Regions from separate parts of the Mus musculus genome. Here regions 2, 3 and 4 are each linked to region 1. The links are chromatin contacts, called in public Hi-C maps. All regions are on one chromosome and are shown on one strand. Each heading gives the region's core, a stretch centred on a gene start, on an enhancer-like site or on the middle of the called end of the contact. The rest is flanking DNA. Distances are from core to core; before and after follow the strand shown. Region 1 has its middle 110 kb from the start of Zswim2. Region 2 overlaps Calcrl (calcitonin receptor-like). Region 3 overlaps Calcrl (calcitonin receptor-like). Region 4 overlaps Calcrl (calcitonin receptor-like).

What was found. Hi-C and Micro-C count contacts between places; a contact is called where the count stands out from the background.
Region 2: a Hi-C map of bone marrow-derived macrophages shows a contact between it and region 1, with 16 read pairs. The contact joins two enhancer-like sites. A contact is called at or near these places in 1 of 15 datasets of contacts at CTCF or cohesin (the NIH/3T3 cell line), 1 of 484 Hi-C or Micro-C datasets (bone marrow-derived macrophages) and 3 of 115 datasets of contacts at active chromatin or transcription factors (the NIH/3T3 cell line, bone marrow-derived dendritic cells and embryonic fibroblasts).
Region 3: a contact with region 1 is called in a Hi-C map of bone marrow-derived macrophages, with 18 read pairs. The contact joins two enhancer-like sites. A contact is called at or near these places in 2 of 484 Hi-C or Micro-C datasets (bone marrow-derived macrophages and uterus), 1 of 115 datasets of contacts at active chromatin or transcription factors (bone marrow-derived macrophages) and 1 of 9 other capture datasets (adipose tissue).
Region 4: a contact with region 1 is called in a Hi-C map of bone marrow-derived macrophages, with 2.5 times the contacts expected there. The contact joins two enhancer-like sites. A contact is called at or near these places in 9 of 484 Hi-C or Micro-C datasets (the 3T3-L1 cell line, bone marrow-derived macrophages, myeloid progenitors and 4 more).

Annotation. Positions count from the first base shown.
Region 1 is chr2:84,046,915-84,050,284 of GRCm38.p6, reverse strand. No RefSeq gene overlaps it. Among named protein-coding and RNA genes, the nearest start is that of Zswim2, 110 kb to the right of the region's middle. Within about 2 kb of position 1,629, at least 10 of the 459 cell types and tissues checked have an H3K27ac peak or open chromatin away from gene starts, as enhancers often do. A contact at or near this core is called in bone marrow-derived macrophages, where this site is marked.
Region 2 is chr2:84,403,279-84,406,648 of GRCm38.p6, reverse strand. All of the region lies in intron 2 of Calcrl (calcitonin receptor-like), which reads left to right. Among named protein-coding and RNA genes, the nearest start is that of Calcrl, 20 kb to the left of the region's middle. Within about 2 kb of position 1,633, at least 6 of the 459 cell types and tissues checked have an H3K27ac peak or open chromatin away from gene starts, as enhancers often do. A contact at or near this core is called in bone marrow-derived macrophages, where this site is marked.
Region 3 is chr2:84,380,713-84,384,082 of GRCm38.p6, reverse strand. The region is part of intron 2 of Calcrl (calcitonin receptor-like); the gene reads left to right. Among named protein-coding and RNA genes, the nearest start is that of Calcrl, 43 kb to the left of the region's middle. Within about 2 kb of position 1,877, at least 28 of the 459 cell types and tissues checked have an H3K27ac peak or open chromatin away from gene starts, as enhancers often do. A contact at or near this core is called in bone marrow-derived macrophages, where this site is marked.
Region 4 is chr2:84,357,105-84,360,474 of GRCm38.p6, reverse strand. The region is part of intron 9 of Calcrl (calcitonin receptor-like); the gene reads left to right. Among named protein-coding and RNA genes, the nearest start is that of Calcrl, 66 kb to the left of the region's middle. Within about 2 kb of position 1,529, at least 11 of the 459 cell types and tissues checked have an H3K27ac peak or open chromatin away from gene starts, as enhancers often do. A contact at or near this core is called in bone marrow-derived macrophages, where this site is marked.

The sequences.
Region 1 (3,370 bases), core at 380-2,879:
AATAAGATCTTCTGGTAACAGCTGTCATTGAATTTGTATGTTTTTAACAAGACCCTCAGACAATTTTCATAGAAACTTCAACTTGAAAATCACTTGCTAAACCCTTATAAGCTGCCTTTAAATTTTCTCCATGATTTATATAAAATCTTAGAAAGTCTACTTTATTTAAAAACAAAAACAAAAACTGTTGAAGCCGGGCAGTGGTGGTGGACGCCTTTAATCCCAGCACTTAGGAAGCAGAGGCAGGCAGATTTCTGCATTCGAGGCCAACCTGGTCTACAAAGTGAGTTCCAGGACAGCCAGGGCTATACAGAGAAACCCTGTCTCAAAAAAACAAAACAAAACAAAACAAAAAAACAAAGCAAAACAAACAAACAAACAAAAAACCTGTTAATAGTTTTCACTATTAAGTGGAAATGGTAATACCCACTTCATGAATTAAATAAAATAACATGTTAAGTTTTTTGCACATTTTCTAGTGCATGATGAATCAAATATTAGTTAATATTAATAAGCTAGAAATAGAACTGGACATCTATAGGTGTCAAGCCTGTAATCGCTGTCAGACTGTGCACACAATGTGCTGATTCAACACTGTAATTGGATGTATTGACATGGTTCTTTATAGGCTATTCAAAATTGTCCATCAAAAAGCCAGTCATAGATGGATGGCTCTATTAGTAAAGTTCTTGGCTCACACGTAGGAGGACCTAAGTTGGATCCGTAGAGACCATGTAAAAGGCCAGACATGTTGGCATATGCTTATAATTCCAGCTGTTGGGAAACTGAGATGGGCAGATTCCTGAAGCCTGTTTGGCAAACAGTCTAGCCTACTTGGTACAGGTTTGGGCCAATGAAAGATGCTGTCACAAACAAATAATAGAAAGTGCCTGAAAAATGACACCCACATTTATTTTCTACATTCTAGATGTATATGAACACACCTGTATGTGAACACACACATACATATGAACACATATAAACACAGCACACACACATACATATAAACACATACCAACAGAGATACACACACACAAAAAGGTAATCACAAAAGACTACAGCTTAATTATTTTAATTATTTGGAATAACCTCCAGTAAGGGTCAATAAAGAGTTGGGAAAAGTCAAACCCAAGAGAAATGTACTGCCAACACCCTGGAGATGATTGCAGCGAAGATAAATACAAAACATGCAAAATAGCATTGTGAAGATGTGTGACTCAGTTATTTCTGTATTAAATCATCATCCGTCGATCTAGGCTATTCATGATAACTCAGTATATCCACTTCTCCACAGAAAACCCAGCAAGCACCAGCGTGACCAGGCGATAGGAGTTAAAGCTACCAGTGATGAGTCATGCTGACGACACTCAGCCCACTCGATGTAATGGAATAGGGTACTTGGCTTCTGTGAAATCCTTTACAGAAACTAATGACTCCAAAGTGATAAGGACCAAAGCACCATAAAATTTTGGGAAGCTTTCTGTGAAATCCATCAGCCAATACACCTTGAAACAGTGAGCATCAAGAAAAACAAGTCTGCGAATTGTTACAGGCTTGAGAAACAGAGGAGACTTAGTAACTGGAAACTGGTGGGAGATCCTGCATGGAGTTTCACAGTAGGAAATAGAGAGGTGTGACATTTCAAGGCCAGAGCTTGGTTTGTAGATCCTTAGTCCTGCAGATTCATTAGAGTTGTGTAAGATGTCAACAAAAGAGGGAACTGGCTTAAGGGCGGACAAGATGCTCTTACTGCAGTTGCAGCTTTTCTATGAATCTGAAAGTAGCCCAAAGTAAAAGGGCTTAACCTTAAAAGGTCTTCTTCAGCTCAACAGCTGAAAATAGGGACCATCAAGCAGTGGAGAGATGGAAATATGGGTTAAGATTCCAGCATGACCTTCTATTCTAAAAGCTTCCAGTATAAACATCTGGACTTTGGATAAATTATTATAGATGTGGTTTTAAGTAAACCATCTTTTACATTATATTTTACTGATACATAAAGTTATACACATTAACAGGGTAGAGTATAACATTCAACGTGTACATAATGTTTAAATCAAATCAGACATATTTATCTTTTTCAACTATTTATTATTTTTTCATGGTAAAAAACTTGCAAAATCTTTCTAATTTTATAGCTTATTTCTGTCATCCTCAGTTAACATATGTTTATTAGCATATCAGTACTCTTTATAACTAAGTTTGTGTGTGTGTGTGCAAGCATGCTCATACATGTGTTTCAATTACTGGAGACTAAATCCATGAATTTATGTGTGTTTGTTTGCCAGGAGGCACTCGTGAACATCAAAGCCCACCAAGGAACCATTTCCAGTGTAATAGCATTAGGGTCTCTTTATTACAAGCTCAGGCCTGGGCTCTCCTCTAACCCAATCCTGACACAGCAGGATGGGAAGGGAAGGCAGAGCAGCCTGGAACCCTCAGCAGGAGAAGGTTTTATAGAAAATGGAAGTAAATGGGGGGGCGGGGGGTCCATCCTAGCAAGTATCTAATTGAATGTCTATTGTAAGCTGACAGGTGGGTGCTCTAAAGCAAGACTGAATACAATCACAGTCTGAAGGTACATCTGAAGCAATCAGACTAATCTTTGATTAACTGTTGCTAAGAAGTAGCTAGGGAGTAACTTTGGCCAAGGACAAGCCATGGTATCCTTCCTGGTACATGGGTGTAGCTTGAGTTCTGCTGCAGGTCAAATTTTCAGGCTTCATTAATTTCTTTAAGATGGGGGCCAGTCCCAAGATGGAGTAGATTTGGCCTCTCAAGTTAAGCAACTGCTGTAATACTGAACTATATTCTCATCCCTAGCCAACTGTAGCATAATACCACTGATCAAGCTCATCTTTCTATGTTTGGCTTACTTGAGCTTATAAAAGTTAAGATTCTTATGATATCTAAAACAAAATATATACTAAAGATAATTTTTAAATGATAGTAATACTTTGACTGTTAAAGAAAAATTTGTTTAACCGTGAACTGAATTTCATTTGAATTTGTTTTCAAAATGCTGATTACCTTTTCAATGACAGAAGCCCCCGCCATGTGCTCAGTGATTAAACTTCATCAGCAATTGACAACACCTCCTTTTACTGCTATTAAAAAGATAAATAAAGAGATGTCCGACCCAGGAGGAAGCATTTTAAATTCAAGTACTTTAATCTTTTACAGATGAAATATACGAATATAATTATGTCCTTTTATAATTCCAATGAATGATACGATAAGAAAGGACTCAACAGAAAAATACAGATTGTATGGACAGATATTTCACAGAAAGGTAATTTCACAGGCTTATAATATATAAAAAGACACTTAATCACATCAGTGTTCAAATATAATTGGCAAAAAGTCCTGC
Region 2 (3,370 bases), core at 384-2,883, 360 kb before region 1:
TAGATGACTGTGAGCATCCACTTCTGTATTTGCCCGGCACTGGCAAAGCCTCACAGGAGACAGCTATATCAGGGGTCCCTTCAGCAAAATCTTGCTGGGGTATGCAATAGTGTTTGTGTTTGGTGGCTGATTATGGGATGGATCCCCGGGTGGGGCAGTCTCTGGATGGTCCATCCTTTTGTCTTAGATCCAAATGTTGTCTCTGCAACTCCTTCCATGGATATTTTATACCGTATTCTAGGGAGAAATGAAGTATCCACGCGTTGGTCTTCCTTCTTCGTGATTTTCTTGTGTTTTGGAGATTGTATCTTGGGTATTGTAGCTTTCTGGGCTAATATCCACTTATCAGTGAGTGCATATCAAGTGACTTGTTTTGTGATTGGGTTACCTCACTCAGGATGATATCCTCCAGATACATCCATTTGCCCAAGAATTTCATAAATTCATTGTTTTTAATAGCTGAGTAGCACTCCATTGTGTAAATGTACCACATTTTCTGTATCCATTCTTCTGTTGAGGGACATTTGTGTTTTTTCCAGCTTCTGGCTATTATAAATAGAGCTGCTATGAACATAGTGGAGAATGTGTCCTTATCACATGTTCGAACATCTTCTGGGTATATGCTCAGGAGAGGTATTGCTGGATCTAGTGGTAGTACTATGTCCAGTTTTCTGAGGAACCGCCAGACTGATTTCCAGAGTGGTTGTATCAGCTTGCAATCCCACCAGCAATGGAGGAGTGTTCCTCTTTCTCCACATCCTCACCAGCATCTGCTGTCATGTGAATTTTTTGATCCTAGCCATTCTGACTGGTGTGAGGTGGAATCTCAGGGTTGTTTTGATTTGCATTTCTCTGATGATTAAGGATATTGTACATTTTTTCAAGTGCTTCTCAGCGGATTCTTATTTTTCTCAACCACATAATCACTGTTAGATCATGTCTGTGAATGGGGTGAGATAAAAGTTTCTTATAATTAGAATACACAGGGCACCTTAATTATAAATAAAAGAACAGTCATATGAGCTGCGTCACTATTTTGCAGTATTCCAGATACCATTTTTAGGAATCCTTAGAAAACACTGAATTTTATTCTGTCAAAGAACAGCAAGCTTCATAGGTTTTGGTGCATCCAAAAAGACAGATGTGTCAGTCATTGTAGTGCTATGGCAAATAAAATAACTAAGCATCTATTTGCTGCACCTGACAGTCCCCATAATATTTAATTAGATCTTCTTACACTAACTTACTTTTGGTAAAGCTGAAGGTTTTTTTTTAATAATTCAAAAATGATTTTCCTATGAAGGTATAATAATTGTACTGAAAGTAAAATTGTGTTATCTTATTAAAGTTTTGTGAGATGGTTCCTTTCTCTCTCTCTCTCTCTCTCTCTCTCTCTCTCTCTCTCTCTCTCTCTCTCTCTTTCTTCCTCTCTTTCTCTCTTTCTCTCTCTCTCTCTCTCTCTTTCTCTTTCTTTCTTATTTCTGAGCTGTGCATTTCTTAATAAAGAATTCCCAACTAGGTCCCAAAATAGAGCATGTGTAATTGTCCTTTGTCCCATTGCCTGTCTTTGGGAACTCATGAGTGCTCTGTCCCTTAATGTGTCAGCTTCCTCTACACCCTGCATTTCAGATGACTCAGTGTTCCTCACAGCAAGGTCTGAGTGCACCGAAAGCCAACATGTATGTGACAGCTAGCTGCCTTTGTCTTCCTGATATTCCCAATGTGATGTGACGCCAAATCACGTCTTATAATCTTGCTTCATAATGATAGCAGGGAAGAACCTGTAAGAGGAGATTTTTTTTTAATAGAAAATAACTGGGTTTGGCTTCCCAATGTGTGTATCATAATTTGGCATCAGGGAAGATTATACAATATTTTAGAATATCACTCCAATGTGAAAATTGTAGCATGTATTTAGTAGTTTTGAAGAAATGGAATGAGAGGTACAAATTTAAACTGCTGTCTCTTCAGTTGCTTCATCCCATATGACTTATTGAGCATGGTAGTGTGTGTGTAATGCTAAATGTGCCTTTCTAATTATTTTTATTTTAACAATTAACTTTAAAGTGCAAATTAATTTAAAATCCAGCAACTAATAGGTTCAAAATATCATCACCATGGCGATGAAACATGTAACTAAAAGTAGGAATTGACTTCCATTCATCAGTTTGAATCAATGATGGTTTTGTTTTGGTCTAATAAAATAGCCCAAAGCTGAGACCAAGGAGACATGATGCCTGGTTTTAGCTCAGTGCCACTGTCGTGGAACATATTGTAATTCACTAACTCCCTTGGCTCCTATATTCTAAGTCTGAAGTCTGTAAAGCAAGCAGATGACACTGCAAGATTTTCAAGTCCTCCTCAGTTCTGAGAATCTGGCATATCTGTTAAAATCCTTTGTCCTAAAGATGAGCTGAAAACCCATCAGCATATGCATTTCTTTCTAACTAATAACAACATGGTCACACTTCTGGTCTTCTAGCTCCAAGCATTTTGGAATGGTTAATTTACACAATCACTTGGCACACTCCAAAACCTGACTAATGAGAGATAGAAGGGGACAAAGAGCAACCTCTCTGACTACATTATACTTTGAAAGGGACCTAATAATAGCTATCACTGATGTTTAATAATCTTGCTCAAAGGTCTTTTGACACAAAATGGTAAAAATATCAATGATAATGCATTTCTAAATATTTTCTAGGAATATTTCACGTTTAAATCTTTACCTAATTTGAATTGAATCTAAGATATTTTCCCACAAATTTAAGATTCATGTTTCACACACCTTTACTAGTTTATCCTGATCATATTGCCTAAAAATTCTGTTCAGTAATTATTACAAAATTATAGTAACCAAGTTGTTTGGATTTTAGCTTCCATTTGGCTTTTCTTTTAGCTTGAACACTAGAATTATTTGTTAATTCTGCTATACTTAGTGTTATTTTGAAGTTAAATAATCAATCTTGGTCTTGGAAATATGAATATAAATATTGGTCAAGAATAAACAGTTATTATTATTTTATTTTCTATCTGGCCTTAATTAATCTTTCAGTCAAAGCATGTTAAATATCTTTTATCAACTATGTCAATCTTGATAAAATATTTTCTTCTAAAATATGCTATAATGAATACAATAAAATATAACTCTATTTATTTATTTATTTATGTATTTATTTATTTATTTATTTATATTTGTTTATATAGATGCTGGTTGTTGAACTCAGGACCTAACACATGCTAGGAACAGGCTGTACTAGAGCTACATACCTGACTATCTATAATTCATGGATATCTATTAGGGTTATAGCTCTATTAGTTATTCTTCACTTTCAGCTAGCTCTGCTGTGCTACCTCTATGTCTTGCAAA
Region 3 (3,370 bases), core at 628-3,127, 330 kb before region 1:
TTGGTGTTTCTCAAACACTCTTGAGTATGGGGCCAACCCTCAGAGTGAGGTCAACCACACAGGGTCACACCTATAAAGACATCCTTTTTTTTCTGCCAGATGCTATCAGTTGCCAAGAGCTACTGAGACAGTGGTGAAACTTCTTGGCCAACTCCCTCCATTCCGTTCTGGGATTCTGTTAGCTTGAGCAGGTGCAGGTCTTCTCCATGCTGTCACAATCAGTTCATATGGCGATCTGTCTTGTTTGCTGATCGTCATTCACCTTTTCTGGCTCTTACAGTTTTCCTGCCTGCTATTTCTTGCAAACCCCTCTTAATGGTAGGGTTGAGATATAAATACTCCATTCAAGGTTGAGTTTCCCAGTCTCTCATTCTCTGCTTGTTGACTAATAGTGAGTCTGTATAATAATAGTCATTAATTGCAAAGCGAGTTCTCCTGCTGAGGACTGAGAGATACACTACTATATGGTTATAAAGATAAGAACTTGGGAGGGGGTTACAGTTTATTACTGTGTCCATTTAGCCTAATAATCATATTATTTTCTAGATAGTCATGACATTTTGACTTAGTTTGGTACCAGGCAGGAGTTTGCCACTACTGTACCAGTGGGCATGCTTTGCCAGGACAATCATTCTTGTAGCTCACAGGTTTCACAGCTGGTAAGGTTGATAATTTCCTTTCTCTTATGCTGCTGTGATTCCCAGAGCTAAGAAAGCTAGACAGTTGGCATGAAGTCAGCATCAGTTTGGTTTCTCTGTGTTCTGTCACTCAGGCACGTGTGATCTTCATCAGCAGGGTTTTACCATCATATCTGGAGGGTAATCAAGAGCAATGACAATGGGCTGTTAAAGTCTTTGGTACAATCCTTTGAGATCCCACTAACTTTTCTACTGGATTTGTCTTAACACAGCGTAGGCTATCTTGGGCCAGGTTCAGCTGTACCATTAAAACCTTAGACTATCACATCTCTATCAATGACTATATTGTATGTGAAGCAAATTGGTAAATTGTAATAATAATTTTACTGTAAAGATTTAAGTTTTGTCAAAAAAGTAATGATGATAAAAGAAAAAACATCATGTTTTGAGACATTTACATTAACATTTCCCCTCTATAATAGATTTTTTTTAAGACTGTGAAAAAGGAATTCTAACCTGTGAAGGATGAGGATAATGTTTATCTTTTGTGTTGACAGAGTAGAAATGGCTTGTCTGATGTACTACAAGAAGGGAATGCATGTGCTAGTTAAGGCATAACTGATCTTTGCAAAGCTTCAGTTTAGGATATTAAAGCATCAAGATATGTGTGGGAAAAGGAGCTTCTGTTGGCAGCTCTGTAGTGACTGGGTAAATAAACAAAGAAAAAGAATATGGCTTTGTGCCTAAAATAACTCAGGATATTTAAGAAGCAGAGGAATAGAAGTTGGAGGCTATTTTTTTCCCTTAGAGTGAACATACTCTTTCAATATTAGGATTAGGCAACTCAACTAAGAATTAACTTATAACAAAAAACAAATGTAAAGTGTATATATACATATATATGTATGTATATATACACACACACATATGTGAATAAGAATAAGCAGTATATGTGAAAAAATAAGCAAGCTTTCAGGTAGCACGCAAACATTTGCATTTTAGTGTTCTGACAAATTATACTGATTAACATATATACATATGCATATATGTATCTATATGGGCAGCTAAGGGCGGGGTCTTTTTCAAAATTCACGAACTTTATAAAGACGGAAAAGGTTATTTCAGAAGCAAACACATGGCTGGTTTGAAAATTAAAATCAGAAGGGTACATTATATAATGTAGTGACTGGCTAGCCAGCTGTGTTTTAAGTAACTTCTGCTTTTATTTATTTTTTTTTATTTAGCACTGAGAGTCAAATCTGTGTCTTGCACAAGCTTGTCTTGCAAGCTCTCTATTACTTACCTAATCTCTTCAACCCTAGACATCCGGGTTTTAAAACATATCTGCATTTGAGGACGCTTTTTGTTTCTCAAAGTTCTTTCTGGGATGAAATAAATTGAAAATTTGATGGTTGCTGAGGCAAGTGAGGAGAGTATTTAGAAACAGGATTGTATTGTTCTACTTGTACTTAAGGAAGACTGCTTTGAAAGAACCAAATTTTCCAGCCCTTTTAACTTTGAGAAGGGAAAAGGAATCATTCATAAACAATCCTTGAGACTGTAAGCCAAAAGGGGAAAATGTGCAGGAGTCTTCCCAGTGCCGTTGTGATTACAGACTCCGTTGAGAGTAAATGGTAGCTTCTTCAAACCTGATGAGTGTCTTTCAAACAAGCCACAGGACACGTGGGGATTGTACTCAGGAAGAGCCTTCACTGCTTCGCTGAACCCCCTTCACTGACTTGCTCTATCCCCAAATTTGAAAGAAAACTACTTACTGTGTTTCATAGTGGCTCATTCAGTTGCCAGTAAGTTAAGATCAGAAAGATCACTTGCTTAAGAGTACTAGTTGATTAATATGGAATGCATTTTAATAAAAACATGCATTTAAATGGGTTAGATGTAAACAAACACTTGCAGGATAATCAGTCAGAAGAAGTGTGAGAAGAATCAATGTCATAAAAAGGGATACAAGTCAGTGTACTTCCCCTGGAATCATCTTAACAACTGCATCTACCAATATGAGACACAATCTAGGTTGACTTTCAGTTATGTTGCCATGGTGCTATCTAGTTACCCACCCATGGTCCATCTATGACTAACCTAAAAGATCCAGGGCAAAAGGAGCGATTGCTCCATTGCCCCAGTCCATTGCTTGTGACCATTGTCAGGGACACTCAGAGAAGTGCTTGTAAGAGCAGGTGACAGCCATGAGTTAAATGACCCCATAGACTGGATACGGTTGAGTCTTGTGGAGAGAACAAGTGTCCACTAAGAGATGGATGATTATCACACAAACTTGCTTCTGTAATCTGGACAGAGACAGGGGTTGATCTGCCTGCTCCACTGAATGAGGCACTCAAGTGGAAAGCGCAGCCTTTTCCCTCGGAGCATGTTTTCCAGATCACTAAGGACGGCGCGATGACGGAAAGCTAGAAAGTGGAGCTATTCGCAGACTAATTCTTTGGTTATTGCCGCCAAGATGACTTGGCAACTGCTCAGATAACTCTCACTAAGATGCCTTTTTAGAGCTCCGAGGCTGAAATCTAGTAGATAACAACAAAAATAAGAGCAGTGTCGGGTAGAATGTTGTGTTTGGGGAATCTCCAAACATGATTTTGAAGCACTTTGCCTTGAAGGGTTTAGACCCAGGACATAATGAAGGAAATTTAATCTCACCGTGTGTGGAAATCATCAAAGCACTGTTTTGTTAAACCAGTCTGCTTCCCAAACAG
Region 4 (3,370 bases), core at 280-2,779, 310 kb before region 1:
ATTCCTAGGTTTAAATGCTGCATGAAGCATGTTCATCAACTGTCGAGGATGATAGAAATTATTAGTTTCATGCCAAATAACCTGGAAACAATTTCTAGAGGAGCTGATGTTTCAGATAAAATCACTGTGTGTGAGAAAAATCCAACATCTTCCTTCTGCCTCTTAGCCCAGTTCCTTCTATTGCAGCCTTCTTCAGTTAGTCTTTGGTAGAAGAAACTCTTTTCCCCACTTTGGTAACCAAGGGTCACTGACCCACCCTCATAAAAACCCAGAACTATACACAATGTTGATGTAGGGTACTGTTTGTTATTTTTTGTTTAGACAGGGAAGGCAACAATTCTCTACTCATCTATGCTTTAAATTAGGAACAGAGAACACGAAATGCTCTTCACCAGATAGATTTGTTTTATATTAGAGCCAATTAAAGTAAAAAGTCAGAGCAGGAGAATAAAAGAAAGAGAACAGAAAGGGAGGGGGAGATACAGAGCCATAACTTTGGGGTTTTCCAAGCTCTCAGAGGCAATCACTTACTCATAACAGTCTTTGGAAAAACAAAGCAGAATCCTCTAGATAAAAAAAATAAATAAACTTTACTGGAATTAGTTACAAATTATGTTTTAATTACTGTGCAAAAAGCTGAAAGCATAGCAAACCTGCCTTTTACTTTCAACTCAGATAAAAGGCTTGCACATAAAAAGGAGCACGCAGCATCTATCTGACTTGTCAGGGAAATGTGGGTTTTTTTTTTTTTTTGTTTTTGTTTTCTCCTTAAATTTGCTTTGATTTCTTGAAAGAATATCTCTGCTGAAATTTTACATGCTAATTTTAACTTCTTTTAAAGCAAGTTGCATATTTTTCAAGCATGTAGAAATGATCTTTCTAGGTTATTGACATGAGTTCCAAATAAAATACAGCAGGAAAGAAGAGATCCTGTTGGGGAGTCAAGCATTCTCAACTTAGTGAGATAGCCTTACAGTGCTCATGGATATGGTTGTATGCTTTGTGCGTATATGTTTCAAGGTGAATGACCCAAGCTCTTACCTTTATTCTCAGATTCATCTAAATACTTTCAATCAGTGTCATGAACTTTTAAAGCAGGTATCGTTTTTCCTTCTAGCCATACTTTTCCTACAGAAATCTTATATAATTCGGCCTTTAAGATAGCTGAAAATCAAAGGAATCCTATGTTGAGTCTTTTCCCACAGACAAATTTGTCTGGTAAACTTGACTGGGAATCCAGAACCATCACTTGAACGTGACTCATTTGTTGACTTTTGACTTTGCCTTTGATCTGTTCAGGAGTTTGACAAGGGCTGAGTTCCTAATCACCTAGAGTTGTTTGATTGCATGCCTGTCAAAGCCCACACCCACTACAGCCTTGCTTTCCAAACTGTTGTGATCTATTTGTTCTTTGCAACTTTTATGTACTTAGGTTAACTGACATGTCATATATATGCACCCTCTGCTTCCTTTAGCTTAGCGTTGCATATTGTTTACCTAAGTGTGTTTCTCTTAGTATTGTTTATCAACTCACACTCAGTCTATCTCCAAGTTGTAGTTTAATCAGGATTTTGAAAACTGTGTTCCTCCTATTCAATGTTGTGCAACATCAAACCAATTGCATTACATAATATGAGTCAGAGTTGCAAAAAAATCTTCAAAATATATACTGAATTATGTAATAAAATTGCATTTTCACATTAGAGTAACAGATTTGGATAAGGGCAACACAGGTCAAGAAGTAGTAGATTTTACTCAATAAAAACTGTTTCAATTCTAAAATATCTGTTGGTAGTGGCTAATTGAGGAGAGTCTCATGTATGGAAATATAAGTAAATAACCTATTAGAAAATTGGGATTTTTTTTTAGGAAATAGTTGTATGATTTGAAACTACATATATATATTAAAGATAAATGTTTATTGATATTTTATAAATATTAATTTCTTTATAACTTTATTTTATATAGTTTTTTGAAAAAGTAAACCAAAAGGGTATTTAATTGTATCTAAATTAGAATAATATATAGAATGATACAAAATTATTTTAATTAAGCTGGCAAACCATTGCTTGCCATAGAACTATACAGTTATTTAAATGCATTAAAATGTTGTAGTTCAAAGAGAACATGTAATAAAAGTAATATTATTCCAGAAGTGAATATATGTGTAGCCTGGTCTTGTAGTCTTGCAGACATAATTAATTTATTTTCTTAACCCTTGCACACTGCACCCTACTCAGAATTGTATCATCATTTTAGAAGTTAGGAAACAAAGCCTTTGAGCGACTAGATACTCTACTGCGACTCTTGCAGGTGAGGTACTCAGATGTCAAAAAACCAAGATCTTAAAGAAGATGAGGATAATTAGAAAAGTGGATATAGTAAATAAATATATACATACTTAGAAATTAAAGTAGAAAGCAGAAAGATAAAAACAATTGACTGAAATCTTCCAGGATGAAGGACATATTTTGTAAGTTAATCTCTTAATCTCTTTATTTTTTTCACCTGTGCAAGGGTGCACTGCTGCCTTACGCTTTCTGGTCTTCCTTCTTTCCCTCCTCTTCCTCTTTCTCCTCCTCCTCCTCTTCAGAACATCAAATTCATGACTTAACTAAGGGCATCTTCTCTACCTAAAATCCATGTCCCTGCTGCTGTCTCCTTGTTGGGTCAGTCCTGAGTGTGCCATTTAACTTTGACCACAGTCTTAGTATTTTTTTTCTTTCTTTCTTTCTTTCTTTCTTTCTTTCTTTCTTTCTTTCTTTCTTTCTTTCTTTCTTTCTTTCTTTCTTTCTTTCTTTCTTTCTTTCTTCCTTCCTTCCTTCCTTCCTTCCTTCCTTCCTTCCTTCCTTCCTTCCTTCTTTCTTTCTTTCTTTTTTTTTTTTTTTTGAGAGAGGGTTTCTCTGTATAGCCCTGACTGTCCTGGAACTCACTTTGTAGAGCAGGCTGGCCTCGAACTCAGAAATCCGCCTGCCTCTGCCTCCAGAGTGCTGAGATTAAAGGTGAGCGCCACCACGCCCAGCCGAGTCTTAATTTTTTAAAGAAAAGCACAAATATTAAGAATGATGACAGTTCATGTGTCTGTTTGCTTCCCACTGTGATAAAAATAATATATTATGGTCTTGCTCTGAGGAGTTCTCAACTGTTTACCCAGAATCTAGAAAGAGTGGCCAGCAGATAAACAACAAATAGTTACTAATTGGATATAAAGTAAATAAAACTCATTGCTTCCTCCAAACTTTCTGGTTCAACAGGTCACCTACTACATGGATGGCCTTGAATAACTTTCTTCAATTTTATTAAAAGATAATGCTATTTTAAGAGGTTAAGATAATGAGTCTAGTTTGCTTGCATACATGCCTGGGATATA